Linked DNA regions of Pan troglodytes: region 2 is linked to region 1. The links are chromatin contacts, called in public HiChIP or PLAC-seq maps. All regions are on one chromosome and are shown on one strand. The core of a region is the stretch at or near the end of the contact, and the rest is flanking DNA. Distances in the headings are between cores, read along the strand shown. Region 1 holds the start of PFN2 (profilin 2). Region 2 holds the start of TSC22D2 (TSC22 domain family member 2).

Region 1 (7,397 bases), core at 2,103-4,602:
TCTCTATTTACAAAATATTCGTATGCGTTAACACATTAAAATGTATTTGTAAATCAATTAGATGTCATAATAAAACTCAATTTCAAAAGTTTATTTTGAAAAAGTAGGGAGACTTCTTTAGTGCAATTAAGAGTTTCTATAATGCTGACAACAGTCTGGAGACACCTGAATTTCTGGACCAAGTATACAAACTAAATGTAATTTCCTACTTTTCAAATCTAAGTCTCAGACACAATCTTTGAAAATATTTCAGTGAATGGACAACTTACTCCAAAATCCTCATCTAATTATCTTTTCCCCAGCAAAGTTCCTAACTGAAAAATGAACGGATGTTAATTTTTCCTTCTTTATGCTGAGTAGTGAAATGGTTAGAATACAAGCAAGAAAAAAAAGAAAAGAGATCCAAAGGTCAAACACACACCAAAAGGGACTAAAATAACCAAGTGATTCGAACAATTTAACAATCTGAAACACCACAGGATTATGATTTGACATGTCAAGCAGTTTAAGAGACTTTTAAGTTTAATAAAGCTGAAAGTGAGTTCATACGAATATTCTATCTTAGAAACAAAATCAGGATCTAAGAGGCCAGGTTGTAGATGCTGTAGAGTAGGTACAACTAAAGCAGTGCTTCTCCATAGTGCTGGGCAGTTCACAAAAACCACCTTAATAGCCATTATGGACTAACTTTTATTCAAAATGTTAAAAGAAACTGCTTAATAAGTTGTAATGTGGCATGCAACTTTAACCAAAAGAATGCCTTACTCACCTCTACCAGCTCTGCCGACAGCCACATTGTATGTTGGCTCCCCACCTTGACTCTTTGTCCGGATGTCCATTGTGCAGTCACCATCGACGTATAGACTATCTCTGATCACTGAGCACTTCTTCGCGCCAAGAGTCAAACCGTTGGTAAAGAAACCTTCCCGGTCTTTTCCTACAATCATATCTATTTCTATTGGCTGCCCCCCACCAAAAAGAAAAAAAAAACAAACACACATTAAGTTGTAGTTAATTCCTTTTAGGGCTTGATGTAACAGGAAAGGCTGTATGCTAGGCTTATACTACCACTGCCAGATAGCCACATTTCACTAATGTAAAACCAAGATTCAGTCTTTTCTAAATAATTACTTAATCCTATATAATCACATATTTTACATGAGTTGATTTGACTTCAGTTAATGGTGTCGTCTCTTAACCAAGACCAGCCTATACAAAGAAACTGTAAAGAGTTGACAGTTGACACTAGACAAAGTGCAAACTTAAAAGAGTTATTTATAAACTGTATTAAGTCAGCTGGTGCCTGAAAGTGTTCACGTAATGGTAAAAATTCAGCTATCAACTCTGAACAAAGCTGGTCTATCATATTCAGTCCCATTACAGTAAATCATGTTTCATCAAATTTAAAGTTGCTTCAAAGTCTCCCAAAATAAAGCCTGTTCTTTGATGTGTTCACTTCTCTGCTTAGAATAACTAGAAATATACGTGATGAGATGGACTTCAACCCCTGGACATCAGTGCTTTTCCAAATTCATATTTCCCTCCTATTTTTCTAGCCACGACTCCCGTTTCTTTCCAACTTCCCTTCCCCTCCCATCTCAGTAATCAGTTTTCTTTCTGGGCAAACGCAAAGTGGATTCTGTCTACAGCACTGCGGTAGGCAATAGTAAAACAGAAAAAATGGAGGGAGATTGGGAAAGAAACTGAGGTAGCCACCAGAACCGGAAAGGAGAAAACGTGCATTCTAACATTCCATGAATAAGAAGGAAGGCGTCGCCCCCATCAGAACTGCAGAGTCATAGCAGGCCCCAGCCATTTCCAAGCACACTCCCGCAATCTTCCTAGTCAGACAGCGGGAACTCACACACAAAGACAAGAGGACTGCAGGAAAAAAGTTGATGACCAGATGCCAATTCCCTACAAGAATTGTAGTCCACTGCGGGTATACGAGACCTTAAAGTACTACTATCAAGGACTGAGTTCTAAAGTTAGACTTTAAACCATGTTAAGTGGTAAAAGAATAATTAGCACCCTTAATAGGGGACCTGAATTTTGGTGTTTAATGGAAAGGGAGCGTGGTGCTAAGAAATAAAGAGAATGGTCTCGTATTTAATACAATTATCATAATTTTAGAAACAGCCTTGGGCAGAAACAGGCAAAACAATAAGCTGGAGGTTTTGTGGCAAATATTCGCCAAACATATTGCAACCAACTCAAAACCATCAAGTCTCAAGAAAATCAGGCAATGTGAAGCATAAAACTGCATTAGTTCCTTTACTGCCACCACTAAAGAGGGAGGGACTTAGAGAAGTGAAGTGTGCTCCTGGTCTTCGCAGATAATTGAAAGCCCCCGAAAAGCACCCCTTTTTTGAGCTATGTTGCATAACTGGGGATAACCGTATATCGATGAATCTCCATATGAGGAGAGAAATCAATGGCAGTTCGCCATCTTGGAGAATTTAAAAAAAAAAAAAAAACAACCTATAGAGCTAGAGCTGAAGTCGAGATTCACGAATCCACCTACGCGGTCGGCGTACATCTCTCGCAAGCCCCAGAGGCCTGGACATCGGTAAACCTACGCAAAGTCGCTTCGAGAATCCCGGGGGCCGGGCCGGGGCCGCCGCCTCCCACAGCCGGAGGCGCGGGAGGCGCGCTGTCCGCGGAGCAAGAGCCGGCCAGAGAGCCTAGGGACCTCCACCCGGGGCCCGCGCGCCCCAGCCCGGATCCCCGACCCCCGCTTCCACCCCAGGACGTGCATAGCAAACCTCAGGGCTTCAAGAGAACCTAGGGGAACCGCACTAGGAGGAGAAAAGGAACCCCTCCCCTTGCCCTGGCCGGTGCGTGCCCCCTCCCCCAACCCGGGCACCTGGACCGACGCTGGGAACGCCCGGCCAGGGCCAGCGAGGAGTCCGGCCGCCGCCCCCAGCCTGTCAGCGCAGCCCCGGGTGAGGGGGCGTCCCCGGGCCTCGGCCTCCCCGCCCGCCCGGCAGCCGCATCCTCGGCGCCCGCTGCCTAGCACACCTGCGGGCTCGGCCCTCAGTGTTCCAGCCCCGCGCTGCGGTGCCCCCGCGGCCGGCCAACCCCGCTCCGGTGCAGGGACCAGGGTACCGGCCGCCACTGGTCCTCACCGTAATGCTCTGAAAGACGCCCCCGGCCGTGGCTGCCCAGACGTATTTGGCGTCGCAGTAGCCGACAATGGCGGCCTCCTGGCAGCAGCCATCGCACATCAGGTTATCCACGTAGCTCTGCCAACCGGCCATCTTCGAGCCCTTCGCACTGCAGCGCGGACGGCGAGGAGCAGCAGGCGCAGCGGCGGCGGCGGCGGTAGCGGGCGGCGGCGGCGGCGCGGGGGGAGGCGGGGCGGGGGCGGGGAGGAGGCGGCTCTGCGCAGGCACCGACCGCCCCCCTCCCCGAGGAGCTGCGGAGGGAGGACGCGGGTTCAGCGATGAGGGACGAACCTCAGAGCGCGCTCGGCCGCTCGGCCGCCCGCAGCCGCGGGGCTGACAAACCAGCGGCGGGAGGCTGCGAAGCGGCTGTGCCTGTGGCGGCTGCTCCTTACCGCAGCGCCCTCCGTTTTCCGCGGACACGGCTGGGCGTGCGCGCGCGCGTGCGTGCGATCCTTCCGCGGCGCCCGGGCACGGAGGGTCCCGGGAAGGGCGGGGGGAGACTGAGGCGGGGGCGCGGAGGGATACCGCCCCGGGACAATCACGGCCGCCACGTGCGGGAGGCGCCGGCCGGGCGCGGTGGCGTTGCGGTGGAGGGCCGAGCTTCGGACCTCGGGCCGGCGGAGAGGGTGGACCCCGCGTCGCTCTCGGCACCCCAGGAACAGCAGCGGCACGGACGCCTTGGAGCCCCGCGGCCGGGCCGCGATGTGCTTTTCTCCTGTGTCCGCTGCCCGGGATGCGGAATCTTGAGCCTCGGTGTCGGGTTACAGAGTTGTCCTGGTGACGGGATGCGGAGCGTTTCCTCCTCTTTGTGGTGGGGGCGGCTGGTGGCAGGGGCAGCTGGTGGCAGGGTTGCCCACGCTAATCTCCGAGTCTCTAAGGGCACCGTCTTTCCTGGATCCCTCTTGCGCCTCGTCCATAAAGGCAGACCCGCGGGCGCGCGCCGGCAACCTGAAATCAGAGCAGGCGTCCGTGGCGCTCAGGAACCTTGCTGAGCTTCGCCGATCTTTCATTGTTGCTTCATTTGGGTACCAAGGGCCTCTCATTCTGTGGATTCTTTGCCTGGAGGAGCCCCCTTAATGTTGCTAATCACGTGTGGTTAAATTGCTCGTGAATTCCGAACAAAACAAATAGCGACCTGTGTTACACTGTTTCTTGGTAACTGGGAAAGTTACTGGTGGCTTGAAGTATACGCAGAAAATACAAAGATTAAAAACTAGGGAAGAGTTCACTGAATGAACACCGTAACATTTCTGCTCTGCAGGGTAAAATAATTTCGGGACCCAGGTCTGGGAAAGATTTGTATTAACAAGGTAAACGGTGGGTAGAGTGCCTGAGAAGCTATTCGTATCGTCTTTGGTAGCCTCTGGGCACTAGGACTAGACATGGAATTAGGGGTCCCCCAACAATGACTTCAATTTTAGGTTAATAGAAACCATCTGCCACTTAAGGGAAAGAAAGCACCAAAATGTAGATAAGTTGATGTTCACCCTTAAAGTTATCGTGTAAGGTCATGATTTGTAGGAGGATTAAGGAATGTATCTCTGGAAAGGGCAAGAACGTTGCTTTTAAAAGTCTAATTGGTTCTGAAGTTTTATATTTTTTCTGCTGATTGCTTTAAAATGTTCAGCTACTAGAGAGAAAAAAAGTACAGTAAAAGAAACCCCCAAGTCAGAGACCTATCAGACTGAGAATATGTATTTTCTCATGTTCTAAAGATACAGAATACCTGTGTGGTGTAAAATGTGAGCCAAAAATTGTTTCATTTTTGTAAGTGTGCCTCCCACCTGATTTAATTACACTTAATTGTTCTTGTTTATGACTCTGCCTTTTATGGTGATGTTGATCATTTTAGTCCTTCGATCATAGCACTGTATCATCTTAAAAGTTAATAATAGATTACTTGTAACACAGGCTATGTGAGAATTCATCAAGCTGTATGTACATTTATTGTGCTCTTCATTGTATGTATAATTCAATAAATTGAAACAGTAAACAAAAAGGTAATTATAGAAAAAATACAGTGATAACTTGAAGTATGTTGAATTTTTATTAATTTACTCTGAAGGTTTTAAGATATAATTTCTAGACGTTACTATCTTATTGTTATAGCACAGAGTTGGAAATAACTACATTCTTTTCCTATTCTTTTATTGTTGGCTTTAAACAGTGAAAGAATTTGACCAACAATATTTTCTAATTCAAATCTCAAAAGATTCTAAAACACATTTCTTGGGTAAAATATTCACAAAAATTTAGAATTCTTGACATTTTTCTATATTTTTCAAAATATAATTCATTTTAAATTACTGCTTACTTTTCCAACATGATGTTATTTTTCTAGAATTGCAAACAGTAAAATTTAAACAACTATGAAAAAAATTCTGTATAATAGATTAAATTTTACAGTTTCAATTTTTAGGTTATATATTCAAAGAGAGTCCATGTGCTGTCTTGGTTTTCAGTACTGTAATAAAGTAACCTGTGCTTTTTTGTTTGTTTATTGAGACTCCGTCACCAGGGCTGGAGTGCAGTGGCATGATCTCGGCTCACTGCAACCTCCGCTTCCTGGGTTCAAGCAATTCTCCTGCCTCAGCCTCCCAAAAGTAGCTGGGATTACAGACACCCGCCACTACGCCCAGCTAATTTTTTGTATTTTTTGTAGAGACGGGGTTTCACCATGTTGGCCAGGCTGGTCTCAAACTCCTGACCTCGTTATTCGCCTGCCTCGGCCTCCCAAAGTGCTGGGATTACAGGCATAAGCCACCATGCCCGGCCACCTGTGCTTGTTTTCTTTAGAACCAGCTTCCTTGCATGCTGCTTTATTTTCCATTTGTGTACAGTGATCTCTTCCTATTTCATCTAAGTGTTGCTTATACGTTTCAGAAAGTATAAATAGAGGTGGAATACTGAGCTTTAGTAATAACAATATTGGTTCACTTAAGTCCAAAGGAGTATCAGTGTGAGAAAAAGAATTGCCAATTTGTATCTTCCTCTACTTTTCTGAGAGTAAGTAATCCCTAGGATAATAATTGTAATATCTGGGCAGAAGTTTAGAAAAGTTGTGGCTGTGTTGTTGATACAAATAGCCAGAATAATGTAGCCATTAACAATCAGTAGCATATTTAAGTTTGGAGTGCATTATTATGCATTCTTTCCAGAATTATTTTACTCTTATTGAGTAAAGCAGAAACTGTGTAGTAAGCCACATTTAATGTGTAAGTCAAGTGGTGTCTGAACCACTTGAGTCCATGTAAAAATCATTTGAAATTTTAGCAAAACACAAACAAATTATCTTTAAAATGTACACAACCTGATAATCATTGGGGGCAGGATCTAAAACTATACACAGTAATTACCCCCAAATTTAGTAAAACCATAATTAACCATCGGTTATTTAAAAATTTCACCGCATAGTTCATTTCTGAAAACAGTATATGAATTATAAAATCAATATCACAGCAATAAAGTTTAGAAAATGGAGAAAAATCCTTAATCCCACAAGCTAATACAAATATCTTTTGAATGTATTCACTATTTATGATTTTTACAGTAAAGAACAAGGAGAACTTATAATTCTGCATTTGGCCATTTTACCCTGAAATTCTATGAATTTTTGCTTTTTATATTTTGAGGCTATTAGGAAAATGGAAATTTAAATTGTTATATTTTTCCTTTCTGATGAATTTATTCTTTATTATTTAGTAGTTGCCCTCTTGATCACCAATACTGCTTTTTGTCTTAAAATTTTTGTCAAATATTAAGGTAACATCCCAGCTCTCTTTTTATTGGTGTTTACCTTATATATCTTTTCGCTCCCCACCTCTCTTTCAACCTTTCTCTGTCCTTTTTATTTTGTGTCTCATAAACTTCACGCAGCTGGATTTTGTTTTTTTATCCAATATGGCAGTATAACCTTTAATTGGCAAGTTTATTCCATTTACATTCATTGTAATTATTGACATACATTTGGACTTGTTTGAACTAATTTTATTAGTCTCTTTTTTTTCCGATGCTTCTTTTTTCTTCCTTGCCTTTAAAAAAAATGTCGGGCATGTGTGTTTTATTCTTCCTTTTTTTTTTTCAAATTTATGCTACCAATTTTTCTTAGTGTTACCCTTAAATTTTTGCCTTGCATATTTAATACAATAAAGTTTTAAGTTAAATATCTTAAACACTACCCCTAGACAATCCAAAAACCTTAGAATGTTTTAAGTCTGGACACCTCTCTCC
Region 2 (7,397 bases), core at 3,512-6,011, 440 kb after region 1:
GCCAAAATTAAAACAACCCTCTGGGTAACTTTTCACCTTGATTTTGCATTTCCCTATGTCTTTAGTTTGGTCACTTCCTTTTCCTTCAAAGATCCCACATTAAGGATGAGGGAAGGGAGTGAATATTAATCTGCAGAGAAGCAGCTCATTACATGATCATTTTAAGTAACACCCAAATCCTTATGTAAACATGGATCATGTGTTGAGCTTTTAATGAGTATGAATGCTTTCAAGGTAGGATTTCAAGTATTATAAAGTTAAATGCTAAAAGTGTTTTGTTTCCAGTGACTAAAGAGCTTGTTATTTTGCAATTAAAACGTAACTGCGAATGCAAGGTAGTCAAGATTCTATCTGTACCTTTCAAAACTTTGGCTTCTATGAATAAAAGTAGTTCAATCAGCCAGGTGAGAATGACCTTCAGATTATCAGTCTGGAGCATTTAGGCTATCCTTCATGTGTGAATACAGTTTATATAAGTTTCTACACTCACATTTTTTAAAATTTTATAAGCTGATAGTAGTAACATACAGAAGGAATTATAACCTCCAAGTCTAGAAATTTGCAGTCTTTCAATGTTCTTTTGTGAGTGTTAAAGTTTTACAATTTAAAATTACAGGTATGCTACAACTTTAATCAATACTTCAAATTCATATACAAGAAAGACTAGACAGTGATGATTCACTTTGTCAAAGAATGTGCCATTGAATGTCTGTAAATAGCTCATCTATGACAGAATATGGCTTCTCCATAAAATCATGGATATCTAGTAACTGCTTTCTTCTTCTTTTTTCAATTAACAAATGGTATTGCCAATAGTATCACATTGAGTTGCTATCTTTTCTTCTGAAGATGCCAAAGCTGCCACATCTGTGACCTTTTTCCATACTTTTTCAGTGGATTTGGTAGTTTAACACCTCTTTACCACAATGTTATTTCTTTTTAGTGATAGGGGAACTGAGGGAGTAATAGACTTGTCAGCAATCACAAAACGAGATTATAGCAAAACTGGAGCTTACTCTTGATCTGTCCAACTAGGAAATGTAGTTTAAAAAAAACTTCATCCTGACTGGCCACATATAATATTTAAAAAGAAAAATAAAGAAGTAATATAGTCATTAATGGATTTTGTTTGGATTTTCTGTTGCCCTACATTGCAGCATTTAAACTAGCTTGTAAAACCACAGAGCTAATATCTTACATTCTAAGTTAAATTCCATAAAATATAATACAGGTCTTAATAGGACATTATGTGTATTTCAGTTCAAAATGCACCCTTTACTTTTACCAAATTGCTACATTTTGCTTGAACATCAAAGGTCTTTGGAAGTCAAGGAAATCTTCATTAAAAAAAAAAAAAGACAACATTGTTTCATAGTATATTAAACTCAAAAAGAGTATTTAATAGAAGTTTCCTTAAAAACACCTCATTATCAAGTAAGCATTTGTGCATCTCAGTCAAATTATATTTTTCTTTATAATAGTATTTATGGAATTTTATTAGCCTTAGTTCTTTCTCATTACATTTTTTTTTCCTTTTTGGGCAATACCACACAATGGTCTCACTGAAAGGGTTTATTAATATGATATTGTTCCAGAAATGGAACCCTACGAAAATCATAGTAATAAATCAAGTACTACTTATTGAGACAACTGATATTTATTTCTAGCAAATGCTTTGTGGAACCTGAAAACTATTCTCCATTTTGTATTTTTCTATTAGGTTGGTGCAAAAGTAATTGCAGTTTTTGCCATCATGTAAGTGACAAAAACCACAATTACTTTTGCACCAAACTAATAACAATTTGGTAATAAAAAACACAGAAAATAAGCATAAACTATTTCTAAACTCCAGAAAAAATTGTTGACTGGGATATAGGTAGTCCAATTCTTAATACACAACACAGGGAATGTTCAATAAATGTCACTGTCTAACTGATAGTATTAATGCTAAAGGGTTACTTCTCTTTGCCTAGGCCATTGCTTAATTTCTATGGAAAGTATTTTCTTTATCCCATAATGTTTAATGCATCATTATTATTTTAAATATAATATACCTTCATTGAAAAAAAAGAGGTTTTCTTGAGTATCTAGAGTTTACATTCCAGGATTTTCTATGAAATAATTCACCATCTGGTACTGATGAGGTTAGATAATAACCTAGGAAAATTTGGGGATATGATGTTTACAGATGATGAAAAGATCTTGCTGTAGCAGTTTTTTATTTTCATCAGTAGAAACTGTCCTTAGTTTTTAACTGCTTTTATTCCCCTGCATTATGTTTTCTAAATGTATCTCCCATGCATCACTGCAATTTGAAATATTTGAAAAAAGTACCAGGTACAGAAGAAACAGTCAAGTTGGGGGCTCTAAGAGCAGTAATCGAGGATTCCCACAGCCTCTAGTATGGTCTCTGGGTACAGGCATGCAGCCTGGTAACTGCATTAAGACTCCTAGTCTTGAGGTTTGGGACTCCAAGGATCTCTTTATTCCAGTGAGTTAGGCTACCATCTTACTTACTAACCACTCTCTATACAGGGAGCATATGTACTTGCATATACATACTGCTTTCTATCATTTAAATTAGTTATTGAAAGGCTTTCGATTCTTTGTGGACCAACTTTTGAATTACATACTTTTTTGTTTAGATATAGCTATGCCACTTTTTGTCCTCTACATTGATTTCCAACTTACTTGCAAAAATCAGAATTCTTATTTCTTTGCAGCAGTTTGATGTAATAAATTCTGTACATTTTTAAGGGCAAATGTATAAAAGTATCTAGGGCTTTTAAACTTTTGGAAAACAATATTTTCAAGAGAACTATTAAACACAAATCCTTAACCATCTAAATGACACTTTTAAAAGTTATAAATCATATGCTTTTCCTAAGATGTCTTTTAACATCTTTAGCCCCCTCCTCACCAGAAATTTAGTCCACTTCTGGATCTCTTCTAAATTATCTTTATCTTTCCTTTCATCTCATAATATATCATTTTAAGGAGAAATGGTCTTACAGATTACTTTAAGATTTTTCCTCTAAATGTACCATTTAAGAGTATCATAACGAGTAATCAAGAAGTTTATATGATAAGATAATGTAAAGGGATGAGCAGGCATATAATACTCATTTTTCCAAAAGCACCACCATCAACACTACCCATTATAACCACCTTAAACATCTGGTAAATCAATCCAAAATTAAATTAAGCTTTTATAAATTCATATTGGGTTTAACCATTTGATCTAACTTATTGATGGAAAACTGCCTCTAACAATTACTGAAATTACAGACTTAGAAATGAAACATTCCATTAGCTATCTCTGCCACAATAGCATAACGTTACATTTTGTTCCATTACTTTCGCCCACCCCCTTAAGAAATAGGGATTTTATGTCGTCTTATTTCACATTCTGACTCCAGTCACTTGGGTTTGGAGTGCATGGTTTCCACTAAAGTTAAAAGATCTAGCTCTATAAATTACAACTAAAGACCTAAAAAATTCTCTGCAAATTTAATTCTCAAAACATCTTTTGGGATAAAAAGTATTTCTATTCTTCAAAGATTAGAGAACCGAGTTCAACGATTTACTGATTTAAGTTATCATTATGTGATTGCTAACGCTGCAGTAGATATGAAATCACGATTTCCATTAAGACTTAGATTTTACCTAAACGACGACTGCTTTAGTATGTCAAAGTTTAGGAGCCCATCCCCATTTTTTTAAACTGCTTAAAAGAATGGCCTTAGTATGCCAAAGTTTAAGAGCCCATCCCCATTTTTTTTAACTGCTTAAAAGAATGGCCTTACCATTTTCTTTGGCCAGGAACTAACTACCAGATGATAAATTTGCCAGTACTTTCTTTTCATAGTTGTTCTTTGCATTGGAACAGGAAAGGGTGCTTTATCACTCGTTACGGTTGTTCATGGCCCAATCCAAATCATATAATACGCTGGCTGCTACTAACAGTTTTAGAATAAACAAAAAGAAGAACTATAATGCAGTAGGTTCTACATTTATAAAGCCCATGAGCTGATTTCGTGCCGAAAGTAAAACAGTCTCAAGAGTTTAAATGAATCCTGGAATCACAGCAAATTCAGGAAATTTAGGAATATGTTGGTAACCCTTAAGCTTTTTAAAAACCGACTACACCCTGGGCAAGTAACCACCCCCTGATGCCGTTGTTGGAGACAGAATTTCTGGCAGGAAGATAATTTTCTGACTCAATCTGGCTTGTCGTTCTTGTTTAATCATCCCCATTTCTCTGAACATTTTACTCCTCTGACTACAATGGTCAACATTTATTTTCAGAAGTTTTAAAGTGATTTAGTTCTTCCAGCCGCACCTCTTTTTATCCCATCTAAGTCTTCCCCAGCCCCCATTCCTATCGCCCTCGTTTCACTAAGATTTTGCTAAACATTAGACACAAGCACATGACCTCCAGTCTTCCACTGTCTCGGAACAAACCGACATAAAAACATCTGATTAGTTCCATTGTAAGCTTCCCTAGGCTTAGAATTTAAAATGGTCTTTAGCTCGTCAATGCTTAAAGAACCTACAACACAAAATTTAAATTTAAAAAATTTTAAATAAAGAAACCGCTCCCTTTTTTAACCTTTAGCCCCGCCCATTGCCCCCCACCCCAGGTTCCACGCGAAACTGCAGGAAACCGGAGGGGGCGGAGCGGTGACGTCACGACGCCGGTGCGTCACGGAACGGCGGCGGCTGCGGCGCTGGCGGTGGTTGCGGCAGCGGCGGCATTTTAGTCGGCAGCGGCGGCGGCAGCGGGGCTGCTGCTCCTCCCAGCATCCCTGGCGCGGCCATTTCAGCCCCATCTTGGCCCAGCGGAGGGAGCTGCAGCCGCCTCTTCAGCAGTTTGAATTTCAGTTTCTTCGGGGTTTAGGAATTGGGCGCACCGAGGAGGAGCTGAAGAAGCCACCACCGCTACCTCACACAGCCGGGGCGCCTCCGGTCCCGTGCCAGCGGTCTGCCGCCGCCGCCCCTCTCTGAGAGAAGCCGCGAGGGGAGGCCGAGACCGCCGTCGCCGCCCGCCCGCAGGGGTGGTTCCCCCTGTAAGGGGAGGACCGAGCCGGCTTTCCCCTCCCCCAGAGCGGGTTTCCGCCTGAGGCAGTCGACATGTCCCTGGGGCTGAGCTCCGGCTAGAGCCGGGGAGGGAGGGCCGCCTGCCCGCGCCACAGCCCCACCGCCCGCCCGCGGCCCTTCAGCCAGCTCCGGCCCGCGGCTCCCGGCTGAATTAGGCATCTCCGACTCCGGACTCGCCGCTCCTTCCCTCAGTCAGAGAGCCCAGCGCTGACGCCGGCACCGGCCTGAGGAGCCCGAGCGGGGCAGCACCGCCCCTCACGCCGCCGCCGCCGCCGCCACCGCCACCGCCTCCTCCTCCTCCTCCTCCTCCTCCTCCTCCTCCTCCTCCTCCTCCTCCTCCTCCTCCTCCTCTTCGCCCTCCCACTCCCACCCCCAGCCAAGGCCTGCTGACCGCGCCGAGCGCCGAGCTGGACTGACCACGGCTGCCCGGAGACGAGAGAGGAAGCAGCCGACCCGCCCCTGGGTTCGCGCTCTCGCCGCCTCTGAGGGAATTGAATTGAGGCGCCGCGGCTGCGAGAGCTAAAAAGGAAGGAGGAGCCGCCGCGGGACTGAGACGGGGGCAGAGCCGAAGAGACCGACACGGAGAAGGAAACGAGGAGGAGGATGTCTCACCGGGCGGCCAGCGCCTGGATCAGCCCGTGACTCTTAACAGCGACGGGCCTCAGACCCCAGCGCAGACTCGGACTTTGTCTTTGGGGGCCCGTGCACTGCCCTCCCCGGTTTCCGACAGGACCCAGAGGAGCCGGCGTGCCTCTCTGCCCTCCAGCCTTCTTCACCATGTCCAAGATGCCGGCCAAGAAGAAGAGCTGCTTCCAGATCACCAGTGTCACCACGGCCCAGGTGGCCACTAGCATCACCGAGGACACCGAGAGCTTGGACGACCCGGACGAGTCACGCACAGAGGACGTCTCCTCCGAGATTTTCGACGTCTCTCGGGCCACGGATTATGGCCCTGAGGAGGTCTGCGAGCGCAGCTCTTCGGAAGAGACGCTTAACAATGTTGGGGATGCGGAGACTCCCGGGACCGTCTCCCCAAACCTCCTCCTAGATGGGCAGCTGGCAGCGGCGGCTGCTGCTCCCGCCAACGGAGGAGGAGTCGTTTCGGCCCGGAGCGTGTCTGGGGCGCTCGCCAGTACCCTGGCGGCGGCCGCCACTTCGGCCCCCGCCACCGGAGCACCCGGCGGCCCCCAGCTGGCGGGCTCATCCGCCGGGCCAGTGACTGCAGCCCCATCTCAGCCTCCCACCACATGTAGTTCCCGTTTTCGCGTGATCAAGCTGGACCACGGGAGCGGAGAGCCCTATAGACGCGGCCGATGGACGTGTATGGAATACTATGAGAGGGATTCAGACAGCAGCGTCCTGACTAGATCCGGGGATTGCATTAGACACAGCAGTACTTTTGACCAGACTGCGGAGCGGGACAGCGGCCTGGGCGCCACCGGAGGGTCGGTGGTGGTAGTAGTGGCCTCCATGCAGGGGGCGCACGGGCCCGAGTCGGGAACTGACAGCTCCTTGACTGCTGTGTCACAGCTACCCCCGTCGGAGAAAATGAGCCAGCCCACTCCGGCCCAGCCGCAGAGTTTTAGCGTTGGGCAGCCACAGCCGCCGCCGCCACCCGTAGGTGGGGCTGTGGCTCAAAGCTCGGCTCCGCTGCCGCCGTTCCCGGGAGCCGCGACCGGGCCGCAGCCAATGATGGCAGCCGCGCAGCCCAGCCAGCCCCAGGGAGCGGGGCCCGGGGGACAGACTCTGCCGCCGACGAATGTAACCCTGGCGCAGCCGGCTATGTCCCTGCCTCCGCAGCCGGGCCCTGCAGTGGGCGCCTCCGCGGCGCAGCAGCCCCAGCAGTTCGCGTATCCTCAGCCTCAGATACCGCCCGGACATTTGCTGCCCGTCCAGCCCTCCGGCCAGAGTGAGTACCTGCAGCAGCACGTGGCCGGCCTGCAGCCGCCAAGCCCCGCGCAGCCCTCGTCCACCGGCGCCGCAGCGAGCCCCGCCACGGCGGCCACCCTTCCCGTGGGCACCGGCCAGAATGCTTCCTCGGTGGGCGCGCAGCTCATGGGCGCGTCTTCCCAGCCCAGCGAAGCCATGGCCCCCCGGACGGGACCAGCGCAAGGCGGGCAGGTCGCGCCTTGTCAGCCGACTGGAGTGCCCCCGGCTACTGTGGGAGGCGTGGTGCAGCCGTGCCTGGGTCCTGCGGGGGCTGGGCAGCCCCAGTCCGTGCCTCCGCCGCAGATGGGTGGCAGTGGTCCGCTGTCAGCCGTACCTGGTGGCCCTCACGCCGTGGTGCCCGGAGTTCC

The links. HiChIP or PLAC-seq counts read pairs in DNA pulled down with a chosen protein or histone mark.
Region 2: an H3K4me3 HiChIP or PLAC-seq map of stem cell-derived excitatory neurons shows a contact between it and region 1, with 5 times the contacts expected there. The contact joins the promoter of TSC22D2 here to the promoter of PFN2 in region 1. A contact is called at or near these places in 1 of 7 Hi-C or Micro-C datasets (stem cell-derived neural progenitor cells) and 1 of 1 datasets of contacts at active chromatin or transcription factors (stem cell-derived excitatory neurons).

Annotation. Positions count from the first base shown.
Region 1 is chr2:153,160,493-153,167,889 of NHGRI_mPanTro3-v2.0_pri, forward strand. It overlaps PFN2 (profilin 2), which reads right to left and starts at 3,353. Exons shown (of 4, transcript XM_063807271.1): 1 at 3,129-3,353; 2 at 770-962. The coding sequence starts at 3,260. It overlaps LOC107970805, which reads left to right and starts at 3,373. Exons shown (of 1, transcript XM_054681165.2): 1 at 3,373-6,642. The coding sequence starts at 3,446. The coding sequence ends at 4,159.
Region 2 is chr2:153,599,018-153,606,414 of NHGRI_mPanTro3-v2.0_pri, forward strand. It overlaps TSC22D2 (TSC22 domain family member 2), which reads left to right and starts at 4,762. Exons shown (of 4, transcript XR_001713728.4): 1 at 4,762-7,397. LOC129143544 (a long non-coding RNA gene) reads right to left here and starts at 798. Exons shown (of 5, transcript XR_008547141.2): 1 at 1-798.